Linked DNA regions of Hordeum vulgare: region 2 is linked to region 1. A link is a contact called in public Hi-C data. All regions are on one chromosome and are shown on one strand. The core of a region is the stretch at or near the end of the contact, and the rest is flanking DNA. Distances in the headings are between cores, read along the strand shown.

Evidence for each region. A called contact is a pair of places that touch in the nucleus more often than the background predicts.
Region 2: a contact with region 1 is called in a Hi-C map of seedling, with 4 times the contacts expected there. The contact joins the promoter of LOC123413342 here to the enhancer-like site in region 1. A contact is called at or near these places in 2 of 6 Hi-C or Micro-C datasets (leaf and seedling).

What each region holds. Positions count from the first base shown.
Region 1 is chr7H:490,376,626-490,382,823 of MorexV3_pseudomolecules_assembly, forward strand. No RefSeq gene overlaps it. Among protein-coding and RNA genes, the nearest start is that of LOC123410015, 92 kb to the right of the region's middle. Within about 2 kb of position 2,951, at least 3 of the 3 cell types and tissues checked have open chromatin away from gene starts, as enhancers often do. A contact at or near this core is called in leaf and seedling, where this site is marked.
Region 2 is chr7H:490,954,013-490,960,210 of MorexV3_pseudomolecules_assembly, forward strand. LOC123413342 (serine-threonine kinase receptor-associated protein-like) reads left to right here and starts at 3,407. Exons shown (of 7, transcript XM_045106287.1): 1 at 3,407-3,852; 2 at 5,478-5,613; 3 at 6,190-6,198. The coding sequence starts at 3,735.

The DNA.
Region 1 (6,198 bases), core at 1,701-4,200:
GCGCGCGGCCGGCGGTAGCGGGGCTCAGCGGCGGGAGAGGAGGGCCACAGTGGCGGGGCGCGTGGGCGGTGGTGGCAGGGCGAGGGCCCGATCGGGGGCGGGAGATGAGGGCCGCGGTGGCGCGGCGCGCGGCTGGCGGTAGCGGGGCTCGACGGCGGGAGAGGAGGGCCACGGTGGCGGGGCGCGTGGCCGGCGGTGGCGCGGTGCGGGGCCGACGGCGAGCACGAGGGGGCGAAGGGCCGATCGGGTGAGAGGGGATCTGTGCGAGCGGTTTGAGCCGGGTGTTTTCACAGCGAGCTATTAACGCTGTCTATTGGAGGTGGAGCACGGTTAGTCATAGGAATTTGCTAAGTGCACACATAAATGTATTAGGTAAATGTTGGTTGTTGGATTAGGATTTGTGAGACTAATTGTGTGGTGCTGATTGCTTCGTGTATTTTGGTGTACTAATTGCTGGGTGCACGTAAAAAGTTTTCATATAATTGTTTAATAGTAGTATAGATTCTGATTTGCTTTCAAAGGAAACTTGAAACATCTGTGCATGTGATTCCTAAGAGCTTGTTATCCAAGAGTAAAAGTATCCTCACACAAACAAGGAGAATCACCTATGATTTGCGCAAAAGAAATGGAAAAACATCTATGATAAATAAGAAGATAAAACATTATTCAAAGTATCCAATTTTATGTTGGCAAATGGCAACCAACGGTTGGTGTAGGGCGTCCATATGTCTCGCTCTAAGCGAGCACAGGGGGAAGCCATAAGTCTGGTGGAGCCCAGATGGACCAGCCCAGACGTGCGGGACGCCATGTCCTATTTTTTCTGTTTTCTGTTCTCGTTATTTATTTATTTTTAAATTTTATTTATACTTTAAATGATTCTAGATATATTCAAAAAGAATTTTACAATAAGATATTTGAAAAATATTTAACATGTATTTTTCAAATATTGATTAAGAACTAAAAATATTAAAACTAAACTAAAAATGATTAATAAGTATTTTAAAATTTTCAATAAATATTAAAATGTTGAAAATCTATTTCAAAATTATTGAATAAGTATTAAAAATGTTAAATAATTATTAAAAATGTTTAAAGAGTGTTTGTGAAATCTAGAAAATGTATTTGTTTTAGTAATTACTAAAATATTTAAAAAGTACTGAAAATATGGAAGAAGCGCTCGAACAATGTTGAACGTGTATACTGAAAGTGTTAATCACTTTTTTTCATTACAAAAATATAGAATGAAAACAAAAACAAACAAAATAGAAAATAACAATGAAGAATAAATAAATAAAAATAAAAGGAGAATACAAAGAAGGAAAGAAAACAACAGCGAAAAGCGAGAGAAAAAAAGAAAAATAAAGAAAGGGAAACAAAATGGAGTATAAACAATGAAAAACACGGCTCATTTTGTACTCCCTCCGTAAAATATTATAAGAGCATTTAAAACAATATTTTAGTAATCTAAACGTTTTTATATTAGCTTACAGATGAGGTATTAAGAAAAGTCGCCCTACTTGTACATCACAAACACGAGCCTAGTACTATGGCTAGCCACACATGCTACGAACCGGAAGAGCGGCGTTTGAATCCTATGGACAGCCCCATTTCTCCACCCCCCGCCCCCCTCTAGCCAGAAGTTCTCCCTGTGCTCGTTTGATAAATAGTCACTGCACAGCCAGTCGGGCCCTATAACTCGCCTTCAACAAGTCTGGCTTTGGACTCGCTGAAGGGACCAGCGAGCTGGACCGGCCCGCGACAGAGGGAGGCAAGAGCCCCCGTTTCCTGGTTTTTTACGTCTTCTGTTTTAATTTTAATTTTTACTATATTACTTTTTTATGCTATTAAACATTATAATATATAGTACGAAAAATACTCTTAAAAAACATTTCAAAAAGTTGAGAAAGTATTTAAAAGATCAAGTATGTGAAAATGTTGAACAAATATTTGAAAGAATATTGAACAAGTATTTAAAAAATATGACAGAGTATTTGGAAAATGTTGACTAATGATTTGATAAAATGTACATCATGTATATAAAATATAGAATGTGTAATTTAAAAATGTTTAACAACTATTTGAAAAATGTTAAAAAATATTTCAATTTTTTTTGATCATGTAAAAAAGATTTGAGCAAGTATTTGAAAAATATTGAACACGTATTTGTAAAAATGCTGATAATGTGTATAAAAATATGAAAATAATATCTAAGCAATGTTAACAAATATTTGAAAATACTTGAACAAATATTTGAAAAATGTTAACAAAGTATTTGAAAATACGTTGACCAATTATATAAAAATGTTGACTAAGTACTTGAAAACTGTTGAATAACAATTTTAAAAATATTGAACAGATATTTGGAAATATATTAATCATGTATATAGGAATGTAGAATGAAAAAAAACCTAAGAAATTGAAAACGAAAATAAAAAAAGAATTGGGAAAGGAAAAATACTGAAGAAACAAGTGAAAAAAGAAAAGGCACAAATATAAAGAATAAAAAATTGGAAAAACTAAGACCGGAGATGGAAGAAAGAAAAGAAAGAAATGAAAACAAACAAAAGCATTGAAAATTGTAGAAAAGAGGATGAAAAAAATAGAGAATAAAATTTATAAAAAGAATCAAAAAATAGGAAGAAAAATTGAATAACACATAAGATATTGGAGAAAGAAAAAACCGGGAAACCAGTGGAAACTAGCTCGTTATGCCTCAGGTAGTGCGCGCCCACTTACTCTTACCCGAACTCGACTTGAGCTGGGTGGCTAGGAGCGTTGCGCAATAATCTTTAGACCAGGGATTAATTTCCGGGTTTCCCATTTTCTCTATTCTTTTTAAAGAATGCGCTCGCATAACGGGCCTGCCCGACATCGTAGCGCCCTATGCTAGAGGAGCTTCCCGTCTCGCTAAAGAGAGAAATAGCGCTCGCGCCGGAAGCTCCTAACCGGCGCTGCAGGCGCCAGTATCCCTAGCTGGCGCCCACACACCATGGCCTCATAGGCCGGCCCATATACGCGAACGCTTACTGGGATCAATCATGGTGAGCTCCGTTCAGTCAGTCGTTGATTAAATATGAAAAATTACGAAAATCACGCAATTAACGAATTTTTTTGTGAATTAAAAAGTTAGACTGATTTTGAACAAAAGATCACAAATTTTGCAAAAAAACCATCGGATTTGAAAAAAAGTTTATCAATTCTGAAAATGTTTATAGGATTTGAAAAAACAAAATCGTCAGTTTTGACAAAAAATTCATTATCTTTGAAAAAAAATCATTTATTTTCCAAAAAATTCGTTAAATCTGAAAAATGTTAGCGAATTTGAAAAAAAGTTCATCGATTTTGAAAACAGTTCTTCAAATTTGAAGAAAATTCATTGATCTTGACAAAAGTTCATCCAATATGAATAAAGTTCATGAAAATTGAAAAGGAATTCATCAATTTTGAAAAAGTTCTCTAATTTTAAAATAGTGGAAATATTTCACTGATTGAAAAGAAAACCCGTTGGTTTTATAAATATCATGAAATTTAGAATTGAAAAAAAAACAAAACATTAAGGTTCACTGATTTTTCAAAAAGGCACATTAAAGAAAACAAAAATATGATAAAAAAAATAAGAAGAAAAACCAAACTGACATATACAGTAAAATATTAATCTGAAATATAATTACACAAGTCGGGTCATGGCCGGATGGTTAGAGCCGAGTGCTCACCACAAAGTGGTTCGAACCCTCGTTGAACGAAATCTCCTATTTGTCGCATAGTGCAGCAAGTAGGTTCCCTGATCCTGTTTTTTACCAATTTTTTCGTTTTAATGTTCCTATTTATTTTTATTTTTTTGTTTTTTATATTTTTTTGTTTTTTGTTTCTTCTTCTTTCATTTTTTCCAAGGTTATTTAATCTTTTTAAAACAAAATCATGTTCGAAAATTGTTATTCAAATTCGAAAAATGTTTTTGTTTTTAAAATGAAATGTTCTATATTCCTAATAGTTGTAATTTTACAAAAATATTTGTAACTTCAAAAAATGTTCACGATTTTCAAAAATTGTTCAGTATTTCAAGAAAACGTTCACTATTTTTGGAAAATACCTGTTATTTTCAAAACATGTTTGTAATATCGAAATGTTGTCAATTTTAAAGTAAGTTGGTGTTCGAAATTTATTCTTCAATTTTGAAAAATGTTCTTGCTTTTAAAAAATGTTCCAAATTTAAAAAAAGTTGACGTTTTCCAAACGTTGTTCACAAATTAAAAAAAATGTTCTGAACTTTTTAAAATTGTTCTTCAAATTCGAAATGTGTTTTTCCTTTTAAAAAATGCTCTGAACGCGTAAAAGATCATCAAAAATATCGCGTGCGAGCCAAAGATCCTATACGTGACATTCGCTCGAGAAGTCTAGAACCTAACCAATCGAGCTGACAAGTTCTGTTGACTTGCTTGCAACACGAGTGTTTACAGTGAAAGATAATTTTTGAATTTTCCAAACAATTCAAGAAAATCGAGAACAAAAATAGGAAATTCTGAGCAAAATTTAACAATCACAAAACCCGCTTTAAAACCTTGAACAATTTTTTAAATTCGAACAAAGTTTTCAAACATGAACAATTATTGAAAAGTGGAACAAGAATTTAAAAAATCCAAAAAGATGAACAATTGTTAAACACATACATTAAAAAAATTATAATATACGCTGAACAGTTTTTAAATACATACCAAACATTTTTGTGATATACACCGAACAAATTTCAAATATACATTGAACATTTCTATAATTAACTCTAAACAAATTTTAAATTATGAAAAAAAAGTTATTTTTTTCTGAAACCATGAAGAAAATATGAAATTTCAAACGTTTTTGAAAGTAAAGGATGAAAATAAAATGAAAAAGATAAAAAAAAGAGAAGTAAAAAGGAAATAGAAAGGAAAAATAATAAATAAACAGGAAAAAATAGAAAACTAGCAAAGAGAAGAAAACGGTTTGTCTAGCAATGCTTTAACTCGCGAAGTGGGCCAACCCATCGTGCGCAACTGCTCCTGTGTAAACCTGGGCATGGACAGCCCGGCCAGGTGACGTGGCCCGAGCGAGGCCCGAAGAACCCGCGTTGGACCAGGCCAGGCTTTGTGCTCGGGTCGGGCTCGGGCTTGAAAACTAGGTCCGAGAGTCATTTCGGGCCAAGCTCGGAGAGGAGAAAATAGCCATTTTACAAGGAGGCCTTGCCCGGCCCGACCCGAAATTCACCTTTTTAGTCTAGTCGGGTAGGGCTCGGGCCTGAATTTTCGATTTTTCGGCCTGGTTGGGTCAGGCCGGGCTCGAACTTGGGATTTTCAGTTTTGGCTTTCTCAAGCCCGGCTCGAGGTATGCTCGGGTTTACTCCCGTGCTTCAGCGAAGCCATGTCTCATGGACGCACGTGCGCGTCAAATGGGATCTACGAGCTAAAAGCTTTAGTTCTTATATAAAGTGTTTGTTGCTTCATGTGCTCTTGATAATGCATAGATGGAACAAATTCAACATCTGAAAAGGGGTCAACACACCGGACAGACAAGACTAACAAGCAGTTCACATCTGGTGCGGTGAGTTGTAGTAGAAAGAATCGAGAGAACAATAAGTAACTTCCTTTCATCATATTGATTTCTCCCAACTTAGTTAGACGGTGGAGTGCATCTAAATTCCATTTTATTCTTGCAACTAGTACGCACGCACGTGCAACGCACGTCTTAACTGTCATCATCACTCGCTATGTTCTTCTTAACTTAAATCTACTACCCCTCCCAAACCTAAATGGGCGTTGAAGGCCTACAGTTAATAATCAGAGGACCAGCCCTGTTCTTATGTTTCTATCTACAGGGATCTCAGTGTGTTGATAGAATCAAAATACATGTGGCCTCAAAATAGAAATATTCACTGATTTTATAGGTAATACTTCAGAACTAACCAATAACAGGATAAATCATGGCCATATTTTGTATGGACAGGTTTGCTAGCAACCAAAACGTACCCAATATGCATAACCTTTGGCATGCGATCCAAAGGGCCGAGCTCCCACAGCTCCAAGCTGCCGCTGCCGCCCCGTAGGCTTGCGTCGGTGCCGTACGCGGTGCGCCGCCTCTCGCCAGAGTCCGTCGCAACCGGAGGTTCACCGTCAAGGCCGCCACGCCCCTGCCCTTCCTCCTCTCCCTTCCTTCTGTTCTTCTATATAT
Region 2 (6,198 bases), core at 2,157-4,656, 580 kb after region 1:
AGGAGGAAGGGGCGCAGGTGCGGGACGAGAAGGGGGCAAATGGCCTCCTTGGTGCTCCTGCACCCCATTTAAACCCCCACGATGGATTGTGGGGAGGGGATCCAGTGCGCACGAGGCCCACCTCCCCCGATTATTACGGGGGCATTAACGACTCCCGAAACCCAACCGTCGCGGAGTAAATCCGCAAAGGATCCGCCGCGCGGGGGCCGAGGAGGCGTCGTGGCGGGACCCACGGCTCAGGACCAATCCCGTCAACTGAGCAAATCATCATCACGTCGGGCCAGGGCCTAGCACGTGGCGCAACCTGTGCAACTTGCGACGAAGCCGAGGCGTCCCTTGGAAGCCAGACGGCTTCCTAACTGGCGCCTCGTGCCGCAGGTGGCGAAAGGAGATCAACAACAAACAACTCAAGCCGGCGAGGCCTCTCGCTCCGAGGCGGCGGGCCTCCCCTGCTTCGGGGACTACTGACGGGGGGATAACCCGAGGTAGGCTCATTGAGCCTACTCCTTTGCATTCTATCTTGAAGGAAAAACACAACTCCCTCTGGCCGGCTAGGAAGCCCCTACCGGCTAGAGGCGAGACGGTCAACTCCCTCTAGCCGACTAGGAAGCCCCTGTCGGCTAGAGGCGAGATGGTCGTTCCCAGGGCCGCCTAGCGAGGCTGCTGGCCGGCCAGGGAGTCCAAGTCACATCAGACCGTAGGTCATGACGAGACCCTACGATCAAAGCTGCGTATTTGTCAGCACGAGTACAGGTTTGGAGCGCACGGCAGGTACAACGTCGGCGGCCATGCCGCTGACCTACCCTGGTTCCGATCCATCATCGTGCACAGTGTCGGCCCGTCAAACTCCCACTCCATTACCACACTCGGCGTGGGAATAGTGGAGACGGATGTACTGGCTGCCCATGGCGAATCTCGCAAGATGACGCCGGACGTACAACACGTGTCCTGCGTCGGCCTTACGCGAGAACCTCATTGGCTAGCTTGCGGGTCCCATCGCCAGATGGGACCTTGCAGCCGGCGGGCCCCTCCAGGGACAAGACAAGACCCCTGCGGACCCCTTGGTCAGCCGGCGAGGCTGCCAGCCGGGTCCCACTCATGTACTTTTATCCTTATTGTAGGTCGGTGGGTTCGTCTATAAAACCCCCCGACCTCTCTCCATGCAGAGGGTCGGTCAATCCTACACACACACACACACTCATACAGGAGAGGTAGATGCGAGTCGGCTGCTCCTTCTTCCTCCTCCGTAGAACAACTCCAGGAGCACATTGTAGCCTCACTAGTGCATTATACATTCCGGCGGGACTAGGGGTATCATCTCTATGGAGAGCCCCGAACCTGGGTACCTCGCTTGTACCAACCTCGTCCCCAGCGCCTCTAGTGTCCTTTCGGTTCTCACCATCTTTAGCCTACCCATGGCATATGTTGTGAGTAAACACCGACAACCAACTTCCTATATATCAATCTTCGTCTCTGGACCATTATGGAACTCCTCGTGACATCCGGGATCTCATACGACACTCCGAACAAAACTTCAGTCACCAGAAGACATAACTCAACTATGCGAAAACGTCACCGAACCTTAAGCGTGCACACCCTGCGGGTTCGGGAACTATGTAGACATGACCTGAGACACTCTCTGGTCAATATCCAATAGAGGGACCTGGATGCCCATATTGGATCCTACATATTCCACGATGATCTTATCGGTTGAACCTCTATGTCAAGGATTCATATAATCCCGTATACCATCCCCTTTGTTCTTCGGTATATTACTTGCCTGAGATTCGATCGTAGGTATCCCAATACCTATTCAATCTTGTTACCGGCAAGTCTCTTTACTCGTTCCGTAATACAAGATCCCGTGGCTAACTCCTTAGTCACATTGCTTGCAAAGCTTGTATGTGATGTTGTATTACCGAGTTGGCCCCGAGATACCTCTCCGTCATACGGAGTGACAAATCCCAGTCTCGATCCATGCTAACTCAACAGACACCTTCGAAGATACCTGTAGTGCACCTTTGTAGTCACCCAGTTACGTTACGACGTTTGATACACACAAAGCATTCCTCCGGTGTGAGTGAGTTACATGATCTCATGGTCATAGGAATGTACACTTGATATGCAGAAAACAATAGCAACAAAATAACACGATCATATGCTACGTTCATAGTTTGGGTCTTAGTCCATCACATCATTCTCCTAATGATGTGATCCCGTTATCAAGTGACAACACTTGTCTATGGCTAGGAAACCTTAACCATCTTTGATCAATGAGCTAGTCAACTAGAGGCTCACTAGGGACAGTTTATTGTCTATGTATCCACACATGTATTTGAGTTTCCAATCAATACAATTCTAGCATGGAGAAAAAACGATTATTATGAACAAGGAAATATAATAATAACCAATTTATTATTGCCTCTAGCGCATATTTCCAACAACACGCTCTCTGCACGATGAAGACTAGGGTTTATCTACCCCCCGTCACCGACCGCCTCGTCTCTGGTGGCCTTAGGGCCATGGCGGCGCGGTGGATCCCAACCCTTGTCGGTTGGGGGCTTTGTTTTTAAAAGTTCCTTTGAGTTTTGTTAGAGTTTGCGTCCTGTTTAAAAAGACAAGAAGATGACGACTCCTTGAAAATGGAATAAGGTTCTCGTCACCTAGCTACCGCCGGTGATGTGCCTAGCATCGTTGGTGGGTTGTGGCGTGTGTCTCCGGTGAATCTGTTCTTGATGGATTTGCTCGGATATGGTTGTAGTTTGTTTATGTTCGTGTGTCTCCAGGTTGTATCCTTTTGATCTACACTACTCTTCATCGGTGACGGTTGCTGTTCTGTTACGCTGGTCCTAATTGGTCTTAGCAAGACGACTTTCTAACTGTCTACTACAACAAGTTTTTTTTGTCGCTCCGGTATGGGAGAGGCGATGAAGGAGGGCGCGCCTTCGACTCGCTTCAGTACTTGTAGTCATCGCTAGGTGGTATACAAATCTGGATATCTTTTTTTGGTGTTCCTTGTACTGTTATGATTAAAAATGAACAGATATAAAGTTTTTTCGCAAAATAAAACATATTTTGCTATGAGCCACAATGAAACATAACCTAGATATGCAGCAGACAAACAACGTGCGTATGTTTTTTTCTTATATGTATATCGGTTTAATGACTACATATACTTCTCAATTTCCACATCACGCTGTCAGGTTTTTAATTCGAAGAAAAAGAACCAACAATTTGGAGAAATTCAGACCAGCACCAAAGATTCACAAGCATGTCCCCAAAACAAGTCCAAAATCTAACCAACGAGGGCAGCACCGTCAGACCACACGATCCAACGGCCGACAGGAGCCCCGAGAGTCCGTGAGGGATTCATATAAGCCGGACCGTCGCCTTCCTGCCGCCCCCCACTCCCCTTCCCCGCTCCTTCGCCCAGTCCCCACCCCCGAGGCGAGCCAGCCTCACCCTCGGCTCCCTCCCTCCCTCCCAGTCCCACACCCCATTGCCGCCTCTATCCAATAAAAACTCCTGTACAGATCAAACTCCAGGGATCCGGATCAGCATATCCCGCGCCCCGCCGCGCGACTCCCCTCCCCGCCTCGATCCTCCCTGACATTTTTTTTCCCGATCGGGGCTAGGGTTAGGGCCTCGGGGAGGAGGGCGCCGCATTTCAGGCCGCCGCCGGAGTCGACGAGCCAGGCCGCCCGCGGAGGCTAGCGGGAGGGGGGCGAGGAGAAATGGAGAAGAAGAAGGTGGCGGTGTCCAAGGTGTGCCACGGCCACTCGCGGCCGGTGGTCGACCTGTTCTACAGCCCCGTCACGCCCGACGGCTACTTCCTCATCAGCGCCAGCAAGGGTAAGCGATCCGCTTCGCTCGGGTGCGGCTAGCCACCTCACCCCCTTTGTTATTTTTGGGGGATTGTATGTGTGCGGCCAGGATTCGTTCCGATCCAAAGCTGTCGCTGTGATGCGGACGGCAGCTATATGATTCCCGAGATGGTGGATTACGGTGCGATTACGGGTTTAAGCTGTTGCTCCACGGCACTGTATGGGTGAATTCGGTATCTGGTCGACGAATATTGGTTACTTGCTGTTTGTATTATGATGATTATAGATGCTCCCGTATTGTCTCACACACCTCTAGGGATAGAATCGGGTATGAGGTTATGGAATACGCTGATATTCTGTAATTTCACAATCTAGTCGAGTTTGCGCTATGTTGGATAGATTTCAAGGATTTAGAAGTTAGGGTATGTTTGGTTCCTAGCTACACTTTGCCACACCTCAACTTAGGCAAGTTTGACCAAGTTAGGAGGGTGCTTGGTTCTAGCCACACCTAAAGCAAGATTCTTTTTGTGAGTAGTAAGCCCTACATGTCGTAGATGCAAAAAGTGTGGCAAGATTCCCTAAGGCAAGCCAAAGTGTGGCTAAGAATTTGATCACCTCAAGTAAGGCAAGTGTGACAATCATTTAAAAGAAAAGAAGTGTGGCAATACGTGGCAAAGATAGTCACAATCCAAACGTGTTATTGCATGCCATGGTTGGAAGCCAAACTTTGTCACATGCCTTAGTCAAGTCTGTCCCAAGTTAGGAAAGTTTTCATTTTTCGGAATGGATTTCACCTTCTGAGCTCATTTAGCTATTTCCAGTGCGCTAGACAAGTGGAGTTGAGGCAAAGACTCTCTTAGTCTGCGTTTGGCAGTATGTCTGTGGATTGTGATAATCCAGCCTTTTCAGCCATTTATTTTACTGATTGACTAACAAACTTATCGTTGCTATTGTGGCTATCTACTTTATTGATGTGTATAATGTCAAATTGAGTTGGAACGTTACTGGATTGCTTGGATATTTGCAGGAAGTATATGTCTGCTTAGATGGAAGCCGTTAGATGAGTAATACGTAAAACTCCCCTTTTCCATTTCATGTTTTCTTCACCACTGAGCTGTCAGTTCTAGGGATGTAAACAAATGACAACTGCTGGATACTGTTAAAAATATTTTTCTATCCATATCCGTGGTTTCAAACAGGACACAACTAATATGTATTCTTCACTAGCTGTTGTAATAGCATTTCTCGGCCATTAGACGACATCCCTGTTTATTAGAATGTGGTTGGAGCATATTTTTGGGATTTACTAGCTGTTGTAATAGAATTTCTCGGCCATTAGAGCGTTGTATGCCTGGACCAACTTTTGACCTAGGCCGTTGGATTGGGTCAGTGTAGGGCCAGGAAGATAAGATTTCAGGGCAGTTTTAAATCAAATGGTGCTCTTTATGTTGTTAGTATGGATGGCGCTATATTATATTAGTCGCCTGTACCAGAGAACAGGGTACTGATACCGGAGAAGGGTGCAAATACTGGCACATGATAACTGTTACCTGTCAAGAGTATACTTCACTTTTAAATGCATTGAAAATCGTCCCTTCCTTGTTAGATTGCTGACTATCGCCCAACACTAATATCTCATATTCTGGTCTGCAGACTCGAATCCGATGCTTCGAAATGGTGATACTGGAGATTGGATTGGGACTTTTGAAGGTCATAAAGGTGCAGTTTGGAGCTCTTGTCTCGACACAAATGCTCTCCGTGCCGCCTCCGGTTCTGCGGACTTCTCAGCGTATGCCATTTCTCCTGCAAAATTTCGTTGATGTTCATTTCAATTATTTTTCTTTGAGAAATCCGAGTTTGCCTGCCTAGTGCGCTACTCTATCAGAGTATTAGTTCAGTTGATCCTTACCTGCTGAAGATCTAAGTATATCTGTGTTCTTGCATTTCGTCAGCAGACATGCTAAATTGTGATTATTTTATCACCATAGTACTTTAGTTAGAAACTAGACAACTAGTTAAACTTTCAGTTGTGAAGTTGTGCATAGTGGGCCAATCCGATTTCCCTATGCTGGTTCTGTCCACTGATGGTTGCTCGGCTGGTGAACCATAACTTAATGCATCCATGATTGAATATCAAAATTAGGCAAAGCCAGAAGGCAACAATGTTATGTTCATCTGCATAATTTAATACATTATCACTTTATTTTATAGTTGTAGGTCTGCTCGTACTCTGTGTACAGAAATAACAAGCATTTTTCCGCAAAAAGGATTGCAGTTCTTCAATGTCAATGCTCAGAAATGTTTCTGTACTAATTCATGAGTATAATCTACTCTTTTGACAGACATATTTGACTATTTTTTGCAGCAAAATATG